2 separate regions of the Mus musculus genome follow, and region 1 is linked to region 2. The links are chromatin contacts, called in public promoter capture Hi-C maps. All regions are on one chromosome and are shown on one strand. Each heading gives the region's core, a stretch centred on a gene start, on an enhancer-like site or on the middle of the called end of the contact. The rest is flanking DNA. Distances are from core to core; before and after follow the strand shown. Region 1 holds the start of Msmo1 (methylsterol monoxygenase 1). Region 2 holds the start of Sap30 (sin3 associated polypeptide).

Region 1 (5,275 bases), core at 936-3,435, 7.2 Mb before region 2:
AATTCTAGGATAGCTTGCACACAGTGTGCACTTCAATGAAAATGTATACTTTTCATGTAGATGGGAGCAGGGCTGGCCTCAATGATGCCCTTGTGCAATTTTTTATTAAATGATTGGCAGAGGTAGGTGGATCTCTGTTCAAGGCTGGCTAGAGTTACATAATGAGTCCCAGTCTCAAAAAAAAAAAAAATCATGTTAAATACCCCAGCTTGGCCTCATACTCAGAACAATCCTCCTGCTTCGGGGTGGGGGTTGGGGGTACGGTGGGGGAAGGTTATTCTTGTTTTGAGATAGGGCCTCCTCATGCAGCCTGATTGGCCTTGAACACGTTACGTAGACAAAGCTGACCTTGAATTCTGATCCTCCTGGTCCGATCTGCCAAGTGCCTGGGTTACACCACCACAGTGGATATGGTATTTTGTCGTTGTGGTTTTTCTGGGACACCTTCTTTAAGGAAAAGATTGGCTTCCTGTCACCACATTATCTCTAGATAGGCTTTCACAAGTGGTGTAAAAGGAGCCTAGAGCTGTAGTCTAAGCGCTCCTGTCTTTGGGCACTCACACTAGCGTTACACAGGCTTGGTTCTTAGCTCATCTGCTGGTTTAGGTCCAGGTCTTGACACCTAGGGAGCAGATAACTCCCTTGACTTAGAACCAATTTCTACCTGTGGAACTCAGCCCCCTAGAATGTTAAGCATAAACTCTACCCCTGAGCTGCCTTGCCAGGGCCTCAGCATACATGTGCCCCTCCCCCTAGCCTCTCTGAGCTTTGTTCTCAATCTGCAACACGGGAAATGCTGGCATCCCTCAGCTATTGCAGGATCTATATTGCACTAGTACCCTATGGTCCATGTGCAGAGATTTATTAAAAGATAGTTGCCAGGCTCAGTCAGCACAAGCCTGAGCGTATGAGGTTAACCCTCAGCAGCACAAAGCAGAAGGAAGCACAAACTCCCCTTGTGAACACACACTCACAGACAGACACTAAATGAGATAAAAAGAATAGAACTTTGAAAAAAGCTTCACTTATTAAAGTACGTGGGGGGCAAGATGGATGATCCAAGGCCTGAGGACTAGAGGTCAAGGCCGTCCTTAGGTTACGTATCCAGCTCAAAGGCCAGACTATAACTCGAGACCTGTCTTAAGGAAGATCGAAATCTAATACACAAAATTGTCCATTACATATAAATTGTCAGGTTACCTTAATATCATTTTCATATTTATGTCTCAAAAATATTATTAACATGAAAATTTAATTCCTAGTTTTATTAATCTGATTACAATAAATATTAGAAAGTGATTTTTTTAAAAACTCCAGGGTAGCCTAAAAAAAATCCAACTTACATCACTGATTTTGTTTTTATTATTTTATATTATTTGAAAATGTCATCCATCTATACAGTTTATCTTGACCATATTTTCCCCTCATTCCCCAACTATAACTCCCTCAAGCCCCATCATACCTATCTGTCTATCTCTCTGTCTCTCTAGCTTTCTGTGTCTCTGGCTCTGTGAGTGTAAGAAAAAGGATACATTAATAAATTTGAAGAATAAATTTAGTATGTAAAAATTAATTATTTATAATGGAATTCAAACTATTATAACTAAACTATATGATATGTGGACCAGTTTAAAGTGAAAATAAATGTAGTATTCATACTAGTATAAATAATAAGAAATAAGTGTCATTTTCAAAAAAAAAAGAAAGATCGAAATCCAGAATAAACTACAGGAAAGCAAGACCAAAAACTCAAATCAGTCTTTAAAACATATATACCACTTTTTTCCCCGGGTTCTGGATGAAGCCAAGCCAATGTGAGTAGCAAGATGCTACAACCCAGCGCACCCACAGCACTGGGCGCCTAGGAACCCACCGCTTGGTTGCCAAGGCGACGCCGGGTCCGCGCGGCTGCCCCGCCCCGTCACGCCGTCACGCGCTCGCGCGGCGCCCCGCCTCCAGCTGCGCTGCCGCGCGGACGACTGGCTGGCCGCGCGGGTCTCACTATTCTCACTCCATCCGCGCAGCCAATGACTGGCGCCGCTAGGGCTTCGTTGACTTGAGTCACACGCTGCCGGGCCTTAGCACGGACCAATCACTGCACGGCGAAGGCAGGGCGGGAGTGGGGCGGACCAATTACGACAGGCGAGCCGGGGCCCGGCCTCCGGGCCCTGCCCCTGAGCCGGCAGAGGTAGTGAGGAGGCCGCTGCACCTGCCAGGACTTGCGCTTAGACCGCTGTCTGTCGCGGGGACGCCAGGTAAGGCGCTCTCTAGCCTGATCCGGGTGGAGGGCGACTGAGACGGGGACCAGCAGGGTGGTGTCCGGCTGAGGCCGGTAAGGATGCGGTGGGAAGAACCTGGGTGGGCTGTGCGAGACTCCAGGCAAGGAGCCTAGGTTCTCAAGTGATGCAACTGGAATGACAACACTTCCTGCCCTTTAAAGAGTTTGCAATCACCTGGAGTCTGGTTCATTGACTTGAGTCTTAAAAACTTTTTACAAAAACACCATCACCAAGTGGGGGAGTAGGGTGTGTTCTGTGTTTGTGGATCTAGGAAGCTGTCCCAGAGGTATTGTAGGATGTGGCTCCATGTGAGAGAGGGGTGCATGGACGAGAGGTCTGGGCTTCACATTAGGAGAATTACCCGCGCTTGAACCATGAAGGTTTAAACTTATGTTTAAATGGATCCTGACCCTGTGCCTAAGGCTTCTCTAAGCTGCAGTGCCGAAAGAGGGGCTGGGATCGTCAGCCAGGAGTTAAGTTATCCTACGAATACATTTTTTTTTTCATCCTTTTTATTTTTTGAAATCCGAGGATCTAGTCTACCTGATTCAGATCGAATTTCCAGGCAAGCAGGCTGCTCAAAACTGAAAAGGCAGGATATTCATTTCAGCAAAGCCTGCTTTCCCCTCTCCTGTCTGATCACTTTATCTGACACTTTGTTTAAAACTACATGCCCTGTTTTCCTCTCCTCATTACGGAGCGTGAACTTGAGGTAACTGAACGCTGTCTCAGCATTGTGTGGAAGTTGGGAGACTTAGTCGAGGATGCCGAGTTAGAGACTAGAACAGCTCTTTTGGAGGTGATGAAGTTTCTCAAGTTAGGCATTAAAGCGTGTTTGCGATGGGCACCTGAGGCACTGTAGGATGCATTCAAGTTTGATCCAGGCCAGCAGCCTTTTGGGTAATCAGAATCTAAATCAGGATAAGAGTTACAGATGATGGGTATCAACCAGCATTCCATGAGACTAGGAAAAATGTCAAATGGAGAAATGTCAAATCTTGATGGTTGCTGAGTGTGTGGGCGAACACTGGTAATCTCAGCAGGGTATCAGGAGTTCAAGGTCGTCCTTAGTTTCATAGTTTTAAGCCCAACTTAAGACACAGATCTTGAGACACAGAGAGACAGGCAGAGAGAGAGAGAGAGAGAGAGAGAGAGAGAGAGAGAGAGAGAGAGAGAGAGAGAGAGAGAGAGGAGAGAGAGGAGAGAGAGAGAGAGACAGACAGACCTGGGGCACTTTGTGAAATTTTTTTTAAGAGTAAGTTGAGCATACGGATAGAAATAGAAAACGATGGGGAGTGAGAACATACCGCCAGTGTGAGCAGCCTTTTCAGGGGGCCTGGGTAAGCTGTACTCCTCCACTCCCCATCCGTGCAACTTTGTACTGTTATTCATTTATCCTAAGCCTCAGCTCATCATTTGAAAACCAAGGATCATAGAAGTTCCTCTATTTCACAGCGAGGCAAGGGTTTAGCTTAAAATGACAGCATATACTGGGTATGCAGAAGGTGCTCAATAATTGTTAGCTTATTTTAGATGCTGTGTGCCAGGTCTTATGTTCAGTGCTTAACATGATATTTATTGAGGTTTCCTGACAAATTATTATTATAGTATTATTATTAATATTATTGTCTTTTTTTTTTTTGAGACAGGGTTTCTCTGTATAGCCTTGGCTGTCCTGGAACTCACTCTGCCCCTGACTCCCAAGTGCTAGGTTTAAAGGCATTGCAGCACCACTGCCTGGTGGCAATTTTTTTTTTTTTAGTTTTATTTATAAGTTATATGATTACATTGTAGCTGTCTTCAGATACATCAGAAAAGGGCATCAGATCCCATTACAAATGGTTGTGAGCCACCATGTAGTTGCTAGGAATTGAACTCAGGACCTCTGGAAGAGCAGTCAGTGCTCTTAACTGCTGAGCCATCTCACCAGCCCCCTCTTGACAAATTATTATTGAGGAATTTTTTTTTTTTGATAAAACTATGGCTCAGAATTTTATCATTCCATAAGATCTGGGACGTGTAGCAAGGACGTCAGTGTTCATTTGGTCATTGTCAAATTTGGTATTGACCTCAGGAAAAATGGAGATTGGTACAATAGTCTTGTGTTTTGTAATTTTGTAGTAGAGGGTTGACAAAATCTTCGGGTGGGTGGGGATCTCAGTGGTAAGAAACCTGTGTGGGTGGAGGAGGGTGGGACTTTCAATCTGGACTTTCATTGTAAGAAGGGTAAGGTGGCTTAGAAGAGATGACAGGAGATAAGGAATTCTTGTCTGCCTCCTCCTCTCCCTTCCTTTCCCTCCCCTCCCTTCCTTTATTCTCCTCCCCCCCTCTTTTTCTAGACACTATCTCACTCAAGCCAAGTTGAAACTCACCAAGATTTGAATGTGATTTTATTTTATAAAAAATTTTAATTAAAAATTGCCTATTTTATGTATACCAAGTGTTTTGCCTACATCTCTGTTCGTGGAAGCTTGGTACCCTTGGTGTGAGAAGAAGGCATCAGATCCCTTGGAACTGGAGTTCTGTATGGTGTGTGCAACCATGTGGGTGCTGGGAACTGAATCTAGGCCCTCTGCAGCAAGAGCAACAAGTGCTCCTCACTGCTGACCCAGTCTCCAGTCCCATGCAGGTATTTTTAGAATGAAGAAAGTGGGCTTCCTGCGAACATGAAGGACACGAAATGAAAAAGGATAAAGGAGAGCCATGTCCTTGGTAAGATACACACTTAGGAAGTAGAGAGGCAGAGGCAGGTGGATCTCTGGGAGTTCAAGGTTAGCCTGTTCCACTGACTTGAGTTCCAGGACAGCCGAGGCTACACAGAGAAGCCCTGTCTAGAAAAGCAAAACAACACAGCACAGCACAAAGCAAAGCCAAAAGAACAGAGAAGACTTATTGAGAAGAATGAGGACAGATTGTGAGGCCAGCAGGTGTGGGAGGATAACGGATGGGTAGGAGTGAGTTGGGGGTCTGAGAGAAGGTGATTTACCTTCCTAGCA
Region 2 (5,330 bases), core at 1,632-4,131:
ACAGAGAAACCCTGTCTCAAAAAACCAAACCAAACCAAACCAAACCAATCATTGGCGTAGGAAACATACATACACACACAAAAAAACACTATAGAAGGCCTGATGTGTACTGATTTGTAGTCTGAGATGGGGAGAAAAAAAGAAAAAAAAGACATGGGAAACAATACAGCCTAGAAAATCTAATATTGATGTCTTAGGGTTTTATGGCTGTGAACAGACACCATGACCAAGGTGACTCTTATAAAGGACAACATTTAACTGTGGCTGACTTACAGGTTTAGAGGTTCAGTCCATTATCATCAAGGCAGGAACATGGCAGCCCCAGGCAGTCATGATGCAGGAGGAGCTGAGAGTTCTACACTTTCATCTGAAGGTTGCTATGAAAATACTGGAGGAAATTCCTGGAGGAAGATAGAATGAGGGTCTTTAAGCAAAAGCCCACAGTGACACACCTACTCCAACAAGGCCACACCTCCCACTATGGCCACTCCCAGGGCTCCCACTATGGCCACTCCCAGGGTCAAGAATATACAAAACAATACAGTCAGCTCCCTGGCTCCCATAGGCTTATTTAAACAAAGGAGTCTATGGGGGCCACACCTAGACATAGCATAATAAAAGAGTGCTTTTAGTCCACATTCCAAAGTCCCCACAGTCAACAGCAGTCTCAAGAATGTTAAAAGTCCAAAGTTCAAAGTCTCTTCTGAGATTCATCCACTCACTTAACTGTAACCCCCAAAGCAAGACTGGAAACCAGCAGGGCAAACTCCAAAGCCTGCATCTCCTAGTCTGATGTCAAAAAGCCAAATCTCTAACTCCTTCTACATCTTTGTTGACTGCAACAAATTTCTTTCTCCTGGGTTGGTTCCACTCCCTGTTAGCAGCTTTCCTCAGCAGATAACCCATGGCTCTGGCATTTTTGAACATCTTGGAGTCTCCAAGGCAACTTAAACATTACCGCTTCTTGTTCCAGTATCTAGGATCCACACATGATCTTCTGGGCTCTTCCAAAGGGCTTGTGTCACTTCTCCAGCTCTGCCCTCTGTAGCATTCTCTGTAGCAGATTGACTCCACTCCACTGTTGCTGTTGTTCTTGGTGATCATTCTATGGTACTGGCATCTCCAATATGTTAGGGGCCTTCAGCTGCAACTAAGTTTCACCTCTCATAGGCTCTCTTCATGGTGCCACGCCTCAAATCCTTTGCATAACCTCTTCAGTCCTAACCCATCAACAACTGAGGCTGCACTTTCACCAATGGTCTTCCCTGGCCTCTCACAGCTGCTCTTCATGACCCCTTCATACCTTCAAAACCACTACCACTTGGGTGACACTTATACATTACCAAGTACAGCTGCAGTACAGGGTACAAACTTGGGTATCTCGGAAACACAGCTTCTTTTGCCTTCAGAAAACAACTCCCAGACGATTTCACCTCTGTGGTATTGATCTCTTCGTAATCACTGCTAATTTCTTAGCTCCAGCTAGCCAGCATCAATTGTCCTAGTGGTGCCTTCTATTCTTGACTCTAAAGCCAGCCACATAGCCGGAGCACCTGAGTTCTGCTACTTGCTGAGGCTGGAATGTGGCCCCTTCTTATTCTATTACCAACTTTATGTTTTCCAACTCCTTCCCAGCCTAAGCTTAGCTGTCCTGGAACTTGCTCTGAATATTGACCTTGAACTCAGAGATATGTGTGGCTCTGTATCATTAATGCTGGCATTAAAGGCATGTTCTACCATGACTGGATTTAAACTTTTCTCTATTTGGAACTTGCTCTGTTCCAAGCTGGTCTTGAACAATGAAATCTGCTTGGCTTTGTCTCTTTGGATTAAAGGTGTGAAAGCTTGGGCCTAAGTTTTTCATGACCTCTGTGACGATTATATATATATATATATATAATCGTCACTGAATTGGTTGAATCTAAAACAGGCTTTCTCAAAACTCTTCCACTTGAAATAAATTATTTTTGCTTAAGCTTAAGTCTAATAATTATCAGAGGTTCAGGGTTGGCATGGCCACGCCCATTCTTCCACCCCGCCCACCACAGGCACAGGCAAAAATACACATTACGCGAGCACAAACACGTACCCAGGCGCGCACGCGCGCAACCCCCCCCCCCCCCACACACACACCCGCGGCACACACAAGCACACATGTACGCATGCATATGACTCAAGAAAAGAGGTTTCTCGATCCTCGTCCCCTACAGCCAGGGCTAAGTTTTGATGAGTAGTCTGCAGACGTGATACTAGTGTGCTTCCTTTAAATGGTCTTAAACCCTCTTAGATCCGTTTGAAAGGAATCCAAGTGGCAGTAGAGGCGACAAGCAGCCCGATGCCTGCCAACCCGTCGGCACACGAGTATGCCAAGGACCTGCCACGCTCTAGAAGTCAGCTGCGGTATGGAGATGGAGATGAAGGACTCTCCGCCTAAAGAGCGCTAGGTATCCCGAGTTTTCTTTCAATAAATACCAAACAGCCCGTAAACTTTTTCTCACTTAATTCTTACTACCCCCCCCCACCCCCCACCCCCCCACACACACACACCATTAATGCTTCTTCCCAGGAGTCAGCTGGCGGTCTGAACACTAACTTTGCGAAACAAGAGGAGCTAAAACCAGCCCTTGCTCGCAGGAGAGAATAGAGGCGAGAAAACACGGTAAAAGCCTGACCTCACAGTCAGACTTGCCCGGTGCTTGGAATGGAAAAAAAAAAAAACTAGGGGTGGCTCGCCACGCGACGCATGCTGGGATGAGTAGTTTGTCCCGCTGGTCCCGCACGTAATCAGAACAGAGCGCAAGTTAGCTCCTCGATCAAGAACTACCATTCCCGTGGGGCCGCGCGGCAGGTGTGGGGCGGGGCCAGAGGAGGGGCGTCTCCCTCGCGCAGGTTCTGGGGTTGAGAAGGAGGCGGAGGAGCTGCGGTCCAACTGCTGAAGTCTCCATGTGACAGTGAGTGGGGTCTCCTTTCTAGGCGCCACTTCACTCCTGATCACAGTCACAGGACCTGGTAGCTATTCCAGCACCGACAGACCGGCCGGCCCTGGACTCTGGGCGTCGGACCGTGCCGCCACCAGACTTGGGGTGCGGAGTGAACGGCCGCCCAGGGGAAGGAGGCGGAGCGGCGCGGCGAGCGGGGCTCTGTAGCGGCGCCGGCGCCCCCGAACTGGCAGACATGAACGGCTTCACTCCGGAGGAGATGAGCCGAGGCGGGGACGCGGCCGCCGCCGTGGCCGCGGTGGTCGCTGCTGCGGCTGCCGCCGCCTCGGCGGGGAATGGGAACGCAGCCGGCGGTGGGGCAGAGGTACCCGGTGCCGGTGCAGTGTCAGCTTCTGGGCCACCTGGAGCGGCCGGTCCCGGCCCTGGGCAACTCTGTTGTTTGCGGGAGGACGGTGAGCGGTGCGGGCGCGCGGCAGGCAACGCCAGCTTCAGCAAAAGGATCCAGAAGAGCATCTCTCAGAAGAAGGTGAAGATCGAGCTGGATAAGAGTGTAAGTGGCCCAGGGACCGCCCTGCCCTATCCTGCGTGCCTCGCCGGATGGTTGGCGGGGTTCACGAGTCTCGGGGATTGGGTTGCAGGTGGGATTAGTGGTTCTCTGATTGAAACAAAGTCCCTGCAACTCCGGCCACCTTCCCCAGCGCGCGCTCGCGCAGTGGTGCGGGGCTCCTCCGCCCCTCGCCCGGACTCCCGCTGCCTCGCGTGTCTCCCACGCCAGGCTTCCCTCTTCCTCCTTTGCTGCGATCTGGAAACGAAACAAAGGGGACCGCAGCACCGAGGGCCCGGAGTAGTTTTCTCGCAGCCGGGCAGTCCCTTCTGGAATGGAGGCGCCTTTGTTTTGCTGCCAGAGCCGGTGTCTGCCCTAGGGAGCAGCTTCGCTCCTCTAGGGAAAGTAGAGTCTGGCTGGACCCCACAATTCTCTCTCTCTCTCTTTTTTTCCTTTTTGTCTTTTCTTTTTTTCTTTCCTCCTCGTTGTTCTCTTTCTCTTGAACACAGACAAGCAAGCTGAGCTCACCAGTTGCCTTACAGGGAGATAGATGATTGTAAACGTTGTTTGCGGTGTCAGCTCTTCGGGCAGCTGCTCCGAACCAAGGCTGCAAATAAGCCTCTGCGGTTTTACAGCCCTCTCGGCAGCCATCGGGATTTCTTTTTCTGTCTTTATGCACGTCTGCTGTTTTGGCCAGCTATGAGGTTTCAGAGAATTCCATTGCTACTTTTCAGAGCTCTGACTGATGGCAAAGGAAGAACAAGATACAGAACCTCCAGACATCCTGTATATTTTTAACTTACCCTTAGCTTAGAAGTCAATTTAAAAGCCTGTTCATTCGGCCTTTAATTGTAGCCTTAAAAGGGGGGGGGGGGAGAGTGTCAATCAGCTCAGTATTTCCTAGTCCACTGTATATACAGCTCTCAAATCCCCGAGTAATTAATTTTTTTGAAAAGTTTATTTGTGATTCTGTTTAGGCAGGTTTCTCAGTAGGGTCCATGAGAAACTTTGCAAGAGAACATGAATAATTTGCTTTAATTGAAAACACAAAATACAGAGAAATATATTCGCTTAATCCTTAAAAAGAAACCTTAGGGTTCAAATTTAAACATAGGATATGAATTCAATGTTGCATTTGTAAAGAAATGCATACTTTGTACCTGTAGAATTTCACTATCTAACAGATCAATCAGAAAGCATGTACCTACGAGTAATATAATGCTGCTCTCAAGCTAGAGAAAATACAAGGACAAATTTGTGGGCAATGCCACCTCTCCCTTTTAAGTTAAAATCAGCAGGAGCTAACTTATTTAGGTCACCTTCCCTGCAATTTGATGACAAGACCCAGAGAATTGGAATTTTTCTTCCTTTCCTGCCTGCCTGCCTTCTCCAAGATACTACCCGCCCGCCCACCGCTTCCAATTCCTCCCCTCCCCCATTTCCTTAACAGTATCGCCAGATTGCTAATGTTACAACATTTTAATAGTGGAAAGAAACATTGCATCTTCTGAACAGTGGCCTGTTAAGATGATTTTTAGTCAGCCACCTGGGCCTATGCATTTTACTAATACTTAGCTGCAGTTTTTCTGGACTCACAGTCTTTGAAAATTTTTCCTTTACAGGCAAGGCATCTTTACATTTGTGACTATCATAAGAACTTAATTCAGAGCGTTCGGAACAGAAGGAAGAGGAAAGGAAGCGATGATGATGGGGGAGACTCGCCTGTTCAGGACATCGACACTCCAGAGGTAGATGGCAGGCTTTTCCCCATGTTATATGTAAATCATAAGCATGCTGGCAATCCCAACACCATTCTGTAAATATTTGAGCTCTTCTTTAACTGTTTA

Evidence for each region. Promoter capture Hi-C pulls out the DNA fragments that hold promoters and counts their contacts.
Region 1: a contact with region 2 is called in a promoter capture Hi-C map of pre-B cells, with 2.9 times the contacts expected there. The contact joins the promoter of Msmo1 here to the promoter of Sap30 in region 2. A contact is called at or near these places in 2 of 39 promoter capture datasets (liver and pre-B cells) and 2 of 484 Hi-C or Micro-C datasets (B cells and regulatory T cells).

The regions. Positions count from the first base shown.
Region 1 is chr8:64,730,488-64,735,762 of GRCm38.p6, reverse strand. It overlaps Msmo1 (methylsterol monoxygenase 1), which reads left to right and starts at 2,185. Exons shown (of 6, transcript NM_025436.3): 1 at 2,185-2,255.
Region 2 is chr8:57,485,411-57,490,740 of GRCm38.p6, reverse strand. Sap30 (sin3 associated polypeptide) reads left to right here and starts at 2,881. Exons shown (of 4, transcript NM_021788.2): 1 at 2,881-3,489; 2 at 5,106-5,231. The coding sequence starts at 3,175. It overlaps 2500002B13Rik (RIKEN cDNA 2500002B13 gene), which reads right to left and starts at 2,778. Exons shown (of 4, transcript NR_126553.1): 1 at 2,548-2,778; 2 at 274-401.